Regions from separate parts of the Mus musculus genome. Here all the other regions are linked to region 4. Evidence: chromatin contacts called from public promoter capture Hi-C data. All regions are on one chromosome and are shown on one strand. Each heading gives the region's core, a stretch centred on a gene start, on an enhancer-like site or on the middle of the called end of the contact. The rest is flanking DNA. Distances are from core to core; before and after follow the strand shown.

Evidence for each region. Promoter capture Hi-C pulls out the DNA fragments that hold promoters and counts their contacts.
Region 1: a contact with region 4 is called in a promoter capture Hi-C map of hippocampal neurons, with 3 times the contacts expected there. The contact joins the promoter of Trh here to the promoter of A730049H05Rik in region 4. A contact is called at or near these places in 4 of 39 promoter capture datasets (the 3T3-L1 cell line, hippocampal neurons, liver and 1 more).
Region 2: a promoter capture Hi-C map of 3T3-L1-derived adipocytes shows a contact between it and region 4, with 3 times the contacts expected there. The contact joins the enhancer-like site here to the promoter of A730049H05Rik in region 4. A contact is called at or near these places in 9 of 39 promoter capture datasets (3T3-L1-derived adipocytes, the C10 cell line, cranial neural crest and 6 more), 1 of 115 datasets of contacts at active chromatin or transcription factors (embryonic stem cells) and 2 of 9 other capture datasets (adipose tissue and pancreatic islet).
Region 3: a promoter capture Hi-C map of stem cell-derived epiblast-like cells shows a contact between it and region 4, with 1.9 times the contacts expected there. The contact joins the enhancer-like site here to the promoter of A730049H05Rik in region 4. A contact is called at or near these places in 14 of 39 promoter capture datasets (the 3T3-L1 cell line, 3T3-L1-derived adipocytes, the C10 cell line and 8 more), 3 of 115 datasets of contacts at active chromatin or transcription factors (embryonic stem cells, epiblast stem cells and extraembryonic endoderm stem cells) and 2 of 9 other capture datasets (embryonic stem cells and liver).

The regions. Positions count from the first base shown.
Region 1 is chr6:92,242,995-92,246,490 of GRCm38.p6, forward strand. It overlaps Trh (thyrotropin releasing hormone), which reads right to left and starts at 1,656. Exons shown (of 3, transcript NM_009426.3): 1 at 1,554-1,656; 2 at 678-893; 3 at 1-131. The coding sequence starts at 885.
Region 2 is chr6:93,421,008-93,424,609 of GRCm38.p6, forward strand. No RefSeq gene overlaps it. Among named protein-coding and RNA genes, the nearest start is that of Gm22312, 87 kb to the right of the region's middle. Within about 2 kb of position 1,789, at least 4 of the 459 cell types and tissues checked have an H3K27ac peak or open chromatin away from gene starts, as enhancers often do. A contact at or near this core is called in 3T3-L1-derived adipocytes, where this site is marked.
Region 3 is chr6:93,348,884-93,352,051 of GRCm38.p6, forward strand. No RefSeq gene overlaps it. Among named protein-coding and RNA genes, the nearest start is that of Gm25094, 15 kb to the left of the region's middle. Within about 2 kb of position 1,733, at least 10 of the 459 cell types and tissues checked have an H3K27ac peak or open chromatin away from gene starts, as enhancers often do. A contact at or near this core is called in stem cell-derived epiblast-like cells, where this site is marked.
Region 4 is chr6:92,814,638-92,817,918 of GRCm38.p6, forward strand. It overlaps A730049H05Rik (RIKEN cDNA A730049H05 gene), which reads left to right and starts at 1,806. Exons shown (of 5, transcript NR_169152.1): 1 at 1,806-2,023. It overlaps Adamts9 (a disintegrin-like and metallopeptidase (reprolysin type) with thrombospondin type 1 motif, 9), which reads right to left. Exons shown (of 40, transcript NM_175314.4): 30 at 1,833-2,006.

The sequences.
Region 1 (3,496 bases), core at 406-2,905, 570 kb before region 4:
TCGGCCAGGGTGCTGTCGTTTGTGGGGTCTCCAGGCTCCCACTTCTCCCAAATCTCCCCTCTCTTCGGCTTCAACGTCTTCCTCCTTCTCCTCCCTTTTGCCCGGATGCTGGCGTTTTGTGATCCAGGAATCTGGAGAAGTAAAAGGCAGTGTGGGAGAGCCTGGTCCCGTCATCAGGAACCCTTGCTTGCAGGCCATGGACCACTTCAGACTTCTACTTTGTCATAGCTCTTAGAGCAGCTCCTCCCTCCCATTGTCTGTTCTGCTTCCCAGCTCTTACAGACACCCCTCACACCAATGGTGAAGGGCACTGCTGCTGGCTTCCAGCCCCCAGCTCTCTTCTTTCTTGCTGGGTGACAATAAACCACTTCTTACTTGTATTCTCTGAATCTCAGTTTCCAGGACAAAATGGCAACATGTCCTTATAGACAGGGCCTTAGACACAAGTGCTTGGTAAACAATAATTAAAGCTGTTAGGGATAGGGACCATTGTGAAATTGTGACTACTGAAAATCTACCTTCTGATTATTTCTAACACTGTGGTCCCAAGGGCTGGTAACCTCCCCACCCTATGGAGAAACTGTCTAGAAGGTTATACGCTTCTTAAATCTGGAACAGGGGCACTGACTGGTGCTCCCCCAACCCTCTCCACATGGCTCCCTTCCCCCTATACTCACCTAAGGCAGCACCAAGGTCCCCTCGCACACGCTGGAGGTCTTTCCTCAAGAATCGACGTTCTGGCCGGACCTGGACTTTCTCCAGGCCTGGAAGGTCAGGAGTCACAGCACCTTCCTCCTGGGCTGCTTCCAGCAAGGCGCAGGATTTGGGGATACCAGTTAGCACGAAGATCAAAGCCAGAGCCATCATCAGCCAAGGTCCCTGCATCTTGGAGTCTAGGGTCAAAGGCAGTGGGTGTAAGGGTAAATGCACCGCCTGCTCTGAGGTTGTCCCCTTCCCTTCCCCAGAACAAGGTCATCTGCCACCTTGTGCCAGGTGCAGCTGAGCCTCTGGTAGCTTTCCTGGTATCAGGGTGCCAAGGTGCCTATCCAAACTAGGAGGCGATGGAAACCCCACTGTCTCCGCCATCCCTAACTGTCTCCCAAAGTTGGGGGAGTCAGCGCTGCATCTGACACCCCTACCCCGGTGTACCCATTAAGGTTGCAGTGCTGACAGGAGAAGCTAAAGTCATAGCGGCCAAAACTGTCTCCAAGGCTCCATCTACATTCTAACCCCAGCCCTTCACCGCAATCTCCTTACTCCAGAGCTGAAATTCTTGCTCACATACACGAACTCCCCATGTAACCCTTTGCTCCCTTGTCTAGGCTAGAAGAAGACTCTCACTGGACGCCCACATCCTAATTCCAAAGTGAAGGTTCTATTTCTAACGTTAGTGTACAAATTCGAACTCTAGGGTGGGTCCGACCGTCCTGGTGTGGACCTGCTGACCGACCTCTTCCACCCAGAACTCCCAGTGCCCTGGCCAGTGTGCTACAGGAAGGTGGCGAGGCAGGTGGAGGGGACACCTGTTTGGGATCCCAGGTCAGAGGCATTACCTGCAAGGTGGAGACTCTGCAGAGCTTTCCAAGATGCTGAGCCGAAGAGTGCAAACTGGCTGGGTAGAGTCTGCAAGGCTCCAGAATCCAGAGTCGACTGCGCGCTCCTCGGAGGGGCCGAGGCTTATATGCGCTCGAGACAGCGGCGCCTGTGAGGTCAGCGGGGAGGGGGCGCAGGCCGAATGCAGGGGCGCTGACGGCAGAGCCGGGGGACCCGCCCGCTTTCCGGAAACCTGGTGGGGGCCGAGCGAGCGAGGAGGCGCGGCTGGCGCAGGTTGGCGCCCTGCTCCGGAGGTCTATTGACTAAGAGAACATCTGACTAGGGAACAAAGGGAGGGAGAGACGTCCCGGGAATAGTTCGCGATGGAAAGGAGACAAGAGTGGGGACCAAGAGACAAATGCTCGCAGACATCCAGAGACAAGACAGATGCAGAGTGTGGGCAGCAAAAGAAAGAGCATCTAGTGGCACCTGTGCTTGATTGACTGTGTCACTGGCCGAATTCCCCTCTTCTAGTTTCCCCATCTGTGCAATGGGAGAGAAACCAGTTCCTCGATGATGGCTCTAAGGCTACAATGAATGATAGGGCTGTTTGGCTCAACTCCCACAAGGTCCTGAAAGTACATTTCTTTACATTTTCCTGTCACCTGCAGGAGAATCATGGTCCAAGGGGTGATAGTCAGTCCCACTTTACATATAGGAGAGCTCAGTAGAGGGAAAGCTGAAAGGCAAAGGCAAATAGATTTCAGCTAGAGTCCTTGCCTTAGATGAAGATGCTAAGGGTCTGGGGACACGTCTAACTCAGCTTCCTGACCGCCCCCCAGGCACCTCTGTGTTTCTGGGTCATAAGAGTATCATCAGACAGATGGGAAATCTAAGACCCCAGTTTGACCCCTGCTTCCCAGCCAGACTCCAGGGTTTGAAGAATTTGCCACCCAGCCTGTTGCCTCCTGGTTGGATATGACCACGGCTATTCTGATTCTGAGCAGTTGTGACCACCCTCAGAAGACCCTTGCCAGCTAAGGCCTGTTAACATGTCCTGACTAGGGGCAGGAGACTGCAGCTGTAAGTTGCCCCAGGGTACTTCCTAGTGACGTAGCTGCCTTTGAGTTACCCATGTAACGACAAGTCACCCATGTAACGCCAACAAACTCCTTGGTTCACCTAGCTAGACTTCCCCCACCCCTACCCCCATTGGTACCCTCTATATCTGGGGTGAAAGAATGTTTCTCTCACCCCAGAAAAGCTCATGTGACACTTGCGACCTGTTCCCTCATGCAAGTCACAGTGGACCCTTAGCCACAGACAGGAGAGGTTACCAGGGTGTTTCTCCCCACAAAAACAATTCCCTTGTACAGATTCTCAAGCCTGTGCCAAGAAAGCCACTCAAGGATATGCCAGGCAGTACGGCTTCTAGAAGCCACGATTGCAAGTGGTTAGGTACCTGTCTATCAGGAAGGGGCTGCTTAAATCAAGTGGGGTCTATCCAAGATGACTCTGGGGTCTAATATGGTGTCTAAGAGATGGAGGCAGGTCTGGAGAGATGGCTCAGCAGTTAAGAGCACTGACTGCTCTTCCGGAGTAACCACATGGTGGCTCACAACCATCTGTTATGGGATCCGATGCCCTCTTCTGGTGTGTTTGAAGACAGCTACAGTGTACTCACATACATAAAATAAATAAATCTTAAAGAAAAGAGAGAGAGAGAGAGAGAGAGAGAGAGAGAGATGGAGGCAGCAGTGTGTGTGTGTCTCTGTGTGTGTGTTGCATGGTAAGCTACACGACCCCTTAAGTGATCAAAGCAGAGAGGAAGAAAGTGTGTGCACAGGACAGACTGCCAGTGAACCACTAATTCTCTGACAAAGAGATGGACCAGAGGAAGGGAGGGAGGGTGGATTACATACCCTCAGCGGGATGCAGGAGGTTTGCTTTTGTTCACTGTTTT
Region 2 (3,602 bases), core at 539-3,038, 610 kb after region 4:
TTTCATTTTTAAACTCAGAGGCATTAGCTCTGGAAAGAATTCATAACAGTTCCTGGATCAGTTTGGGACAGAGACAAAACCCTAGGTTTACTCCACCTACCCACACCCACATCAGTGGCCAAAATTGGGATGTTCAAGTTAAAGACCTAGAATGATGGGAAAAGACATCTCCAGGGACCTAACCATGCTACATTCCAACACCCTACCACATCTACAGGAAACCCACTCTGCCAAGAGTGTCCCAGCAGCTCATATTTGTTTCAGTTCCAACTCTGAGAGCCTTAACAATACCCATACAGGTGTCTTAACAACTCATGTGTCAAGACAAATTCAGTTGTCCCCAGCATGGCTAGATCTAAAAAGGAACATCCCTCGACATCTCTGACTAGGCTTAGCTCTCTTCTGAAACGTCCGTTCTCCAAAGTTCTCTCCATTTGGTGCTAAAAGTAGACCCTGACGATGCTAAGCATATTTATTGACATGTAAGATCTTGGGGGACAGGTACAGTTCTTGCCTGGTAATTCTAGCAAAAGTTCCTGGAAAAGTTTGACCTGCCTAATTTAAGAGAAATGTACATTCCTAGGTCAGTTATTAAGATGAAAGGAAATGTGAGCCTGAGCTGATCTTGAATCTCAAGACCATTTCTAGAACCTGGAAGGAAGGGTGCGTAAAATAAGAGGAGTGGGAAATACATGTGGCTCTCCAAAGAAATGGAAAAGGGCGGATTTGATGAGCAAATACTAGACATATCCTAGACAGGTCCTTTGAGGAGTGACTTGTAATGGATGGGTAGAAGTGGAACTGTTTTTGTAGAAGGGCATCCTCAAAACCATCGAACTGATTTTCCCTGCACTGAGTGTCCAGGCCTTACTCACAGAAGGCACTAAAACAAGGCCCAGGAAAATGGGGCTGCATCAGTCAGTTAGAACTGATGTGAATCGCTGATTAGTTCCCTTTCAGTGGACATCAGAGGCATCCCAAACCACTCCCCAAACTAAATCCTAAGCTGATAAATAAAAACCAAGAAGCCGAAGCACTTACTCTTTATCTGCAGCTCAGATAACGTCAGGAAGAAATAGCATCAAGACATAGATCACCAGTTTATATCCTCCTTTAGGACAAATGAAGCCACTAAAGAATTTCAAACGGATGGGAATTTAAAATGGATTCTTGTGGTTCTGTGATTAAAATGGTAAGAATTTCCTAACATCAAAATTTAAGGATCTTTAATGGGCAGAGTAGCAAATGTTATGAATATTCATCGTTGTATCAAAATTAATAGTTCATTTTTAAAGAGCAATACTATACTTTCAGAGAAAAAAAAATCCCATCTGCCTTTGCCTTCCCTGGCCTGTGGGCATGAGAATAAGGTCAAAGGCATATTTCAGAGCTGCAGACATCTCCCTCTTGCTTGAGTTTCCAAAGCAGCTCTCAAGTTTCTTCAAAGGTCTGTTTCACGAACCGGAGCTAAAACGTAATGAGGAAAGGCTGAAAGAAAAGCCCTATCCCAGGGACTTCAGGTGGCTTTGGGGAAGTATGTTAATGACCAAGTTGACATCAACATCTGTTAGCACCTTTCATAATGCCCCCTGGAAAATCCACTTAACTCTTGGCATCTGCTAGAAAGGGATTCTCAAGGTCCAGCAACTGATAGATACCCTACACGTAAGCCATGGGGTCCTCTGATGGAGTAAAACCTAAGAAAAATATGCCAGCTCGAAGCTCTTCATGTTGCCTTGTCCTGCCCTGAGGGAAAGCGATGACTTAATCCACACTGGCTAAATCTCAACAGAGTGAACTGTGGATGAGGACCCTGGGTCAATCCAGGACAAAAAAAAAAAAAAAGTGGCATCTGTTAGTGTTTGGGAATGGTGGATTCCTGGGCACTTTTATAAACAACGCCAGCAATGAAATAGGGCTGGTCCCTTTTTCCCTCCAGATATAAACATTATGCTTCAGACCTTAATAATAGGAACCAAACCTCCTGCCTGCCACACTTCACAAGGCAACATATCCACTATATTTGTTTGCTGTAGAGAGTCCATAAAAGCACAAGTATCCTTACAAAGGCTGGGCCCGACAAGAGATTAGAAAGTACATGTGCTAATTGGTGCGTTGGACAGCCAGCAGCTGAATGGTATGTGTTTGCAAACCCAGTGAGCTTGGCAGAATCATTCTTCTTACTTGGCTTACTCCTTCTACACAGTTAAAGCCAAGCAATCCAACAGTGTGTAAATAGTTTTCTGTTACCCATAATAAAAGACTGTATCTCTGTAACAACAACAACAACAACAACAACAACTACTACTACTACTACTACTACTACTACTACTACTACTACAAAAAACTACAGAAAGAATATTGTGGAAGATTACAGAGGCAGTATGCATGCCTTCACACTCCTTAGCTTGCTCTTTCAGCTCACATGCACCCAGTATATACTATATACATACTATATACTATGTATAGTATATATGCTAGAGTAACACTAGGACTCAGAATACATAAAGAAAGTTCAACATGAGCAAAAGTGCAGACGCAGAAGATAAACAAATAAGTATCTCCTAACAGTTGGAAGAAGGGGATTAGAAAAGAAAGCGAAGCAAATTTCATCAGGCAAAGGGTGTCTTATTAGGGAAGGGTCACTGGTTAAGTAACCTTTGGCCTTTGGGAGTCAAGTAAGAACACACCAGGTGGAAAGTGGTGTTGAGTGGAAAGACAGAACAAAGAACAGAGAGCGCATTCCAGGCTGAAGAAGACAAGTGGACTTCATCTCAAATCCCAGCTCTAATTGATGGGGAGTGGCACTCTAAGTATGGTGATGACAACAGCCGTGGGTATAGCAGAGAGCTTCAGCATTGCACATCACCAGGCACCCTGTTTATTCACTCACTACACCTTGATTTGACTTCGGCTTCCATGGGCAGTTCACCGACATGCTGCCAGCTCCCCAGTTTCAAGCCTATTCAGCTTTCTGCTTCTCTGACAGAGATTTGGATTCTACAGAAACCCAAGGGCAAGGTAGCTAGCAAGCTTAGAGGAACTGAGGATGCCATAGAAGTTAAATGAACGACAAATGGGAGACAGTGAGCAAAGACACAGAGTTTTTCTTCCCTTGATAAGATGGTTCGCATGTGCATCCTAACGAATCCCCAGTGGTTTGCCAGGGGGATGGGCCCAGTTGCCTACAACTATCCCCCCAGCATGCCCTTTACTGAGCTCTCTCCTCTCTCACTGAAGGCTCTCGAGACCACCTTTCAAATGTTTCACAACAGTCATCTATTGGTATGTAATTACCTAAAGTTACTCTAAAAGAGAAAATATAAGCATTTATTGTCTCCTCAGTCCTTAAAGTCAGGGAATACACCAATGATACATTATAAGGTCTGGCTCAGAATCTCTCAGGTCAGGAGGTTCCAGTCAACTGAAGATGTGATGGATTTGGTGGATCTAAGATGGCTCACTCAGATAACTACCAACCTGGTGCTGCTGCTGACAGCAGACCCCACCCTGTGGGCTTCTCCTTGAGATTTCGTGAGAGTCCTCAGGACATGGACTTGGTTTCTTCCAGATGAAATAACCCAAGACTGCAAGAAAATACT
Region 3 (3,168 bases), core at 483-2,982, 530 kb after region 4:
AAGGAAAGATTTGAGTGTTACAAAATCTATGGATTTTTTTTCACAGATTGTCATAATTTCCCTGTAATGACAAGCAAGGCTTCCATTGCCTACCTCACCCCTAACTGATCCTGCGATGTGATGCAGCATTTGTTTCTTTCTGAAAGTTAAACCATAAAATAGCTGCATTAGGAAACTGGGGAGATGGCTCAGGAGGTTAAGTGCTTGCTGTACAACCATGAGCACCTTCATTTGTACCCCCAGAACCCACATGAAGAGCCAGGAGTAGTGCTACCTACTTATAATCCCAGCTCTGCAGAAGCAGATCTTCGGGGCTCACTGGCCAGCCAGCCTAACCTAACTTTCAACGTTTGAGTCAAAAGAAAGGTCCTGTTTCAAAACACAAGGTAGACAGCTTCTATGGAGGACCTGAGGATGTCCATTGGCCATCACATGCATATACTTAAATATGATACCCACACAAATATAAACACCCACCCTCCACACGCATACAAAAAACTACCGGCACTGAAGACGTCACATAATAAATGATACTGCAGTGTACTACCACAGTAGTGCCCCGAGAATATACCATGCATTACTAGATGTGTGTGAATGGCGGGGTGAACCACGAGGCAGTTCATTATGTCCCTCACAATGCTCATTATTTAGAAAGCAGAGATTTTCTTCTCTCCAACATCTTTTTTTTATCCTCAGAAATGTAGATGGAAACTAATTTTTTTGTTTGCTTTTCAACAGTTTAAGCCAAAAGGAAAACTTCTCTAAGAATCACATCATTTCTATGTTTTTGAGTGTTTCCCCGGCTTTTCACCTTTCCTCCACTCTCCGTTCAGAACATTTTTGGAGTTTTCAGATAACAAGTTCTGCATCTTCTTATTATTTCTGAATGGCTATTATTGGACAGGAAAGCTGCTTCAATAATCATATTTGAATCATGAGAATAAGCACACCCACACATTTGGACCTTATCATTCTGTTCCTTTGTCTTATCATCCTTGTCCTTCGGCTGACACCATGAACCTTGGAAAGTCAAAGATGCCCTTGCATTAGTCCCTTATCCTCCACCTCAGGTACCTCTGTCTTTACTCTCTGTCCCCTCATGCCCTTCGGAGATAATTGCCTATGTTTCAGTGCCTATATTATATATGTTCCAACCTGTTCTCCAAACGTGAACTGTTTGGGATTAAAATAGTTTCTTAGGAGCATTTTCAGTCTTTCCTTGAACTCCTGCCAAATCTACAGCTCTCCCCAGAAAGGAAAATGCTGAACATTCAAAGCAGAGTGAGGATTACTCAGAAAGAGATAATAAATAGCATATTACTGCTTGTGGCATGAGGGGAAAAACTCAATTTGTTTGTATCTTAATGGTTTAACCATGACAACAGAGTGGAGCCTTAGTAAAGGTACTAAGAACACAGGTCTCCTGCCAAGACGTGAGAAAAGACTGTAGCGCGACTGCGCAGTGGAAATCATATCACAATGCAGGCAGCTACATTAAGAAAGTCCACTCAAGTAGTTTGACAATGCATTGTTTGCAATGCAAATGTTAAGAGCATTAATAAATGATTCAGCAAAGCAGGATAAGTTCAACACTGGGAGCGGAAGGGGAGTCTATTAATATGCTAATGAAGGTAAGAGAGAAACTCCTGTTTCTGACCTTTGTTGTCACAGGTTTGGATGCAAAGAGGACTGCCTGCCATTGGGAAGAAAAGAAGCACACAGATGAGGTAATGTGCATCACTGCCACCACTTAGGGAAGAACACCCTACAAGGCTGGAGTATTATTAGCACCTCATCACCCTGTATTGCACATGAAAACATCAGGGCCCAAGAAGAAATAAGCAACTTCCCAGTGATTATATAGCCAAGAGAGTGAAGATTTCAACCAACAGCGAAGCTTTCTATGTAGTCTTATCTTTGCTACTCCATAGTGGGCTATTAAAGTCTCAGCATGCAAGTGTGTGTGTGTGTGTGTGTGTGTGTGTGTGTCTTCAGTGGTGTTTCATGAAGAATAAGCAAGTAAATTTGCTACTGTTTTAGGGATTTTTAGTTTAGTTAGGGAAATAGATGGGGAAAGGGTAAGACTACATATAGAGTTATGGAGAGCAATACTCAAACATGGTGGTAGAACGCTAACTCTCCTCATGATGTACTTTTTTATTTGGTTGGCCCCAAGAATTTGCTACTGGAGGATGCAGAACTCACTTTGAGACTGGCTACTCTTGGAGTTATGTGGCTTAAGGAGAAGAACTTATGTTACACCGTGCAAGCCTTAGACAAATCCTTGAGCTTATAAGAAGAGTCATTGACCCATAAAGATGTAGCTTGATGCTTACAAGGAAGTGTCTCTCACTCTTTAAATATCAATAGAGTCCCAAAGACTGGTAACATAGTCATTCCACTGACTAGTGATGAGAGCCATTCCTAGACAGAATCTGATGGAATGAGACATTGGGCTGGATAAATTTCTGTAACAGAGAGATGAAAGGAAAAGCCAAATTCTAAGACCAAAGTGAGATGTCCAGAGCATATCACTGAGAAGTTCAAAGGCAATGGTCAAGATGCTGACATTTTGATGGCTGGAATGCTAATAGGAAAGAAACCACAGGGAGAGGTTTTTCACTCATCAATCCAAGAGTTATGCTTCATCCTTATAAATGCTACTGTGTCTCACTTAATTGACATTTTGATTAAACTAGCCATAGTTTCCTGGGTCTGGTTCCTATATAACCAAGAAAAAGAAAATCCGAAATGCCTCTTGCCTGTAAAAGACATTCTTATCTATTAGAAAAATATATGGTAAGATAATATAAAAATACATGGAGAGCCAGGTGTGGTGGCACATGCCTTTAATCCCAGCACTTGGGAGGCAGAGGCAGGCGGATTTCTGAGTTTGAGGCCAGCCTGGTCTACAAAGTGAGTTCCAGGACAGCCAGGTCTATACAGAGAAACCCTGTCTCGAAAAAGAAAAAAAAAGAAAAGAAAAGAAAAGAAAAAAACAAAACAAAACAAAACATGGAAAAGCCAAATTGTATAAAATCCATAAGGAGAAGCATTGTCTGTATAAGTAATGATGTACATACATAGGTACATATACAGTAATGTGTTGCTTGACACAAGGATATGTTCTAGACCCTTAACCATTAGATAATGTAGTCTTTATGTAAA
Region 4 (3,281 bases), core at 556-3,055:
GCAAAGACAGAAGCATCGAGGCACACTTCTTGTGTGGTTTTCTACCTTATAGGATTCAGAAGGAATTGGGAATGGAGCCTGTGGTGCTCGTGATTGGCTTCTGAACTCTCAAATGCTGGCTGCAGCATAAGCAGTTAGCTTTGCCTTGTCTATGAGTACTTTCTCACCTCTTGATCTTTGCGACAGAGACACAGAGTTCATTATGGAGTGAAGATCAAGGTGGAGAAAACAGACAGGGATGAGTCTGAAGTAGGAATCCCAAAGATAGTCGAAAGTCTCAGTGAGTCAGAGAGATGAGTTAACCTCTTCTTTGTCTGACCCAGCCAGTCCTGAGACTGCAGTGGATGACAGATTAGTGTCCTTTCCAACTTCCTCAAAACAGCTCTACAAAGCTACTACCATTCCCATCCTACAGATGGCAAGCCAAGACTCAGAGAGATAAGAATTCTTGCTCTGAGTCACGTGGCTATTGATGGCACAGCTGAGATAGGGACCACAGTGATATTTTTCTAAGCATACAAGTTCCTGATAACCTATCTGGCTCAAGTTCAAATAATCTTAAACTTAACTGTGTTAGGTATTGTCCCAGATACTATCTGACAGAAGCAAGAGAAGTCTAGAAGGAAAACAAGCAACATGACCAAGCAGATGAAGAAGGAAGCGTTCCTAAAGAGATGAACCACTGTAGTAAGGAATGGATCCATTACCGGAAGGGACTGGGGAGAGCAGGGCTGGGAAGCCAATCCCAGAGGTGCAGAATACAGTAGGAAATCATAAAGATGAGAGATATCAAACAGGGTCATGGGTGGCTTCCTCTAGCTGCTAGATGTGGGGCCCTTGGACAACTGGCAAAGTCTGTCTGAATCTTAGTTTTACCACCTAAAACTAAAAACTAAACTCACCTCATCTAGGTGTCATCCAAAAGACAAAGTGAGAGGACGGACAGACAGAAAGCTCCCAGCACAGCCAAGTGCAGAACAAACATCCTCAAACCACGCTACCTTGGGTTGTGAGCCACGCTCAGTGCAGGCGGCTCCTCCATCTTGCCTCTCCAGCAGTGTGCGTCTTTTATGTCATTCCGGGGTCAGCAGATCTGATTTGACTTTCTAATTCTGTCCTACTCTTTCTATAACCTAGCATTCTGTTCTGGAAATTGGGGTTACCTCCCCCTAATGTCTTATACCACCTCTACCCTCCTCTCCCCCTTCCCCCAGCAATGGACTTTCCAGCACAGACACTTAAATGTCTGCTAAAGTCAAGCATTAACTTGGGGAGTAGAAGAAAAATAAGTCCAGCATATTTCTATATTAACTCAACACTTCATGTGGATTCTACCATGGGTTGAAAACACTGGAAATTCTACCCTAATTAATGAGTATTTCACACGAGAGCCCGTTTTCTCTCCCTGATCGTCAATGGCACACGAAAAGGAAAAATACAGAGTAAGCTTTACCTCAAATACTTGCATGTTACGGCTATTCAAATGAACACAGGCTAACCAAATCCAAACATATATTAAATGTTCTGCCCATCATCTCCCCTCCTGTGAAGTGAAAGTTGTCTGTATGCTTATACTCTTGGCCTGAGGCATGTTAAAGCTGTTTTTTTTCCTTTCCATTTCAGTGACCCCAGCTCTGGGATACTCAAGACCACAGGGAGAAACGCAAACAGGAATTGCCTAGAGCCTGACAGCAAACAGCTCCTTTGGGAAGGAGCCAGCAATGCCACTCCATTCAATGGCTTTGCAGGCTCCATAGGGTGTGGAGCTGATGCTAACAAGGGGGTGGAGCGACACGCAGGCTGGTGTGCACTTACTTCATGGCTTTACTTACTTGTTGCCACTGCTCTGCCCTCCAAGTGTAGAGAGGACATGGTGAGGCTTGGCAGACACGCTCCGACTCTGGTCTGCTGTAGGAGCTGCACTCACTCTCTCTGGCTGCTTTGTGTGTCCCGATCTGACAGCCCACATGCCTCTGCTGCACGCCTTGGCCACAGGACACAGAGCACTGAGAAGACACAGGATGTAAGTAGGCACTTCGGCTCCCTTCTGGAGGGCGGGAAGGGGTGGGTCACAGAGGAGGGCAATGCTTTCTTAATCCAATGATTTTTCACAGCAGTCAAAATGCTTTCTCATTTCCAAGGAGGGGGACACTAAGGCAAGTTCTAAAAGCACTGGTAACTGCCAGTGCTGGGCAGGGTGCAGGAGCCACAAGTGGGGAGGAACCAAAACTCTCAGGGGATGTCAGAGGGAGGAGAGATTGTGGGGAAACACCACCATCCAGAAGTAATGGTGCCACATTGAAACAGACAAACGAAACACTGTGCATGACTTCCATCCTGGAAGATGGATGGCTTGGGAAAATTGGGAGATGCGGTTCTATAGCGTAACCCATAGAGAGCCAACCATTGACAATTAAGGCCATATAAGCAGAAGGACTTTCTCCTGCCCTCTTATTTTTCTAGTTTCTATTCCTGGAGACAGAACATTGCCTCGCTTGTTGTTTGTTTGTTTGTTTAAATCATGGAATTCACTTAACTATCTGTGCCTCCTCATAATCTCAAATGAATAGATGAAGAATAAAAGCTAATAAGGAAAAATAATTTCCTCAGGCTTAATGTTTTCAGCTCTTGAAAAAATCCCATTAATCACGAGGAAACATTTTGTTGACCAAGTTGCAAAACACCAATTAACTTTCCCCTAAATTAATTTTTTAATGGTTTCCTCATTGTTGGTTGCATAATCTCACTTATGGGCAAGCCAAGAATTATTGTCTTTATTAAGATTTTGGCAGTCAGAAACCAAAGGCAACCTTTGATTAGAGAGAACTGCATAACACTGCACTTGGTTATTAAAGGTTATTAGCAATTTGGGGGGTGGACATAAATCAGTCACTATTAATTTGCCTGGTGTTGAGAAACAAAGTTATCTGACATTCATGCCATGTACCCAAAAGGAGGTCTTCTTCTAAAACAAAACCAGACTCTACAACTGCACGCTTGTCTAATTTGCTTGTAGGGAAATTCAAGGTGCTCCGTGAAAGACGGAAAGTTTGTTAAGACATATGTATACCCAAGTGGATGCTGCTGCAGCTTAGGCTCTTTCGTAGAAGGCAGCTTGAGAAATGCTATTGTTTCAGAGAAATCTATGCTGGAGAAGAGCCTCACAGCTCACATCAAAGGGCGCGGAAGACAATGCTTCATCCCAACATCGTTGCCATTGTTTGGGTTTAATTGGATTAATTGAATTGAATGAGTTTGTGACCCACAAGAAACCAGACTTT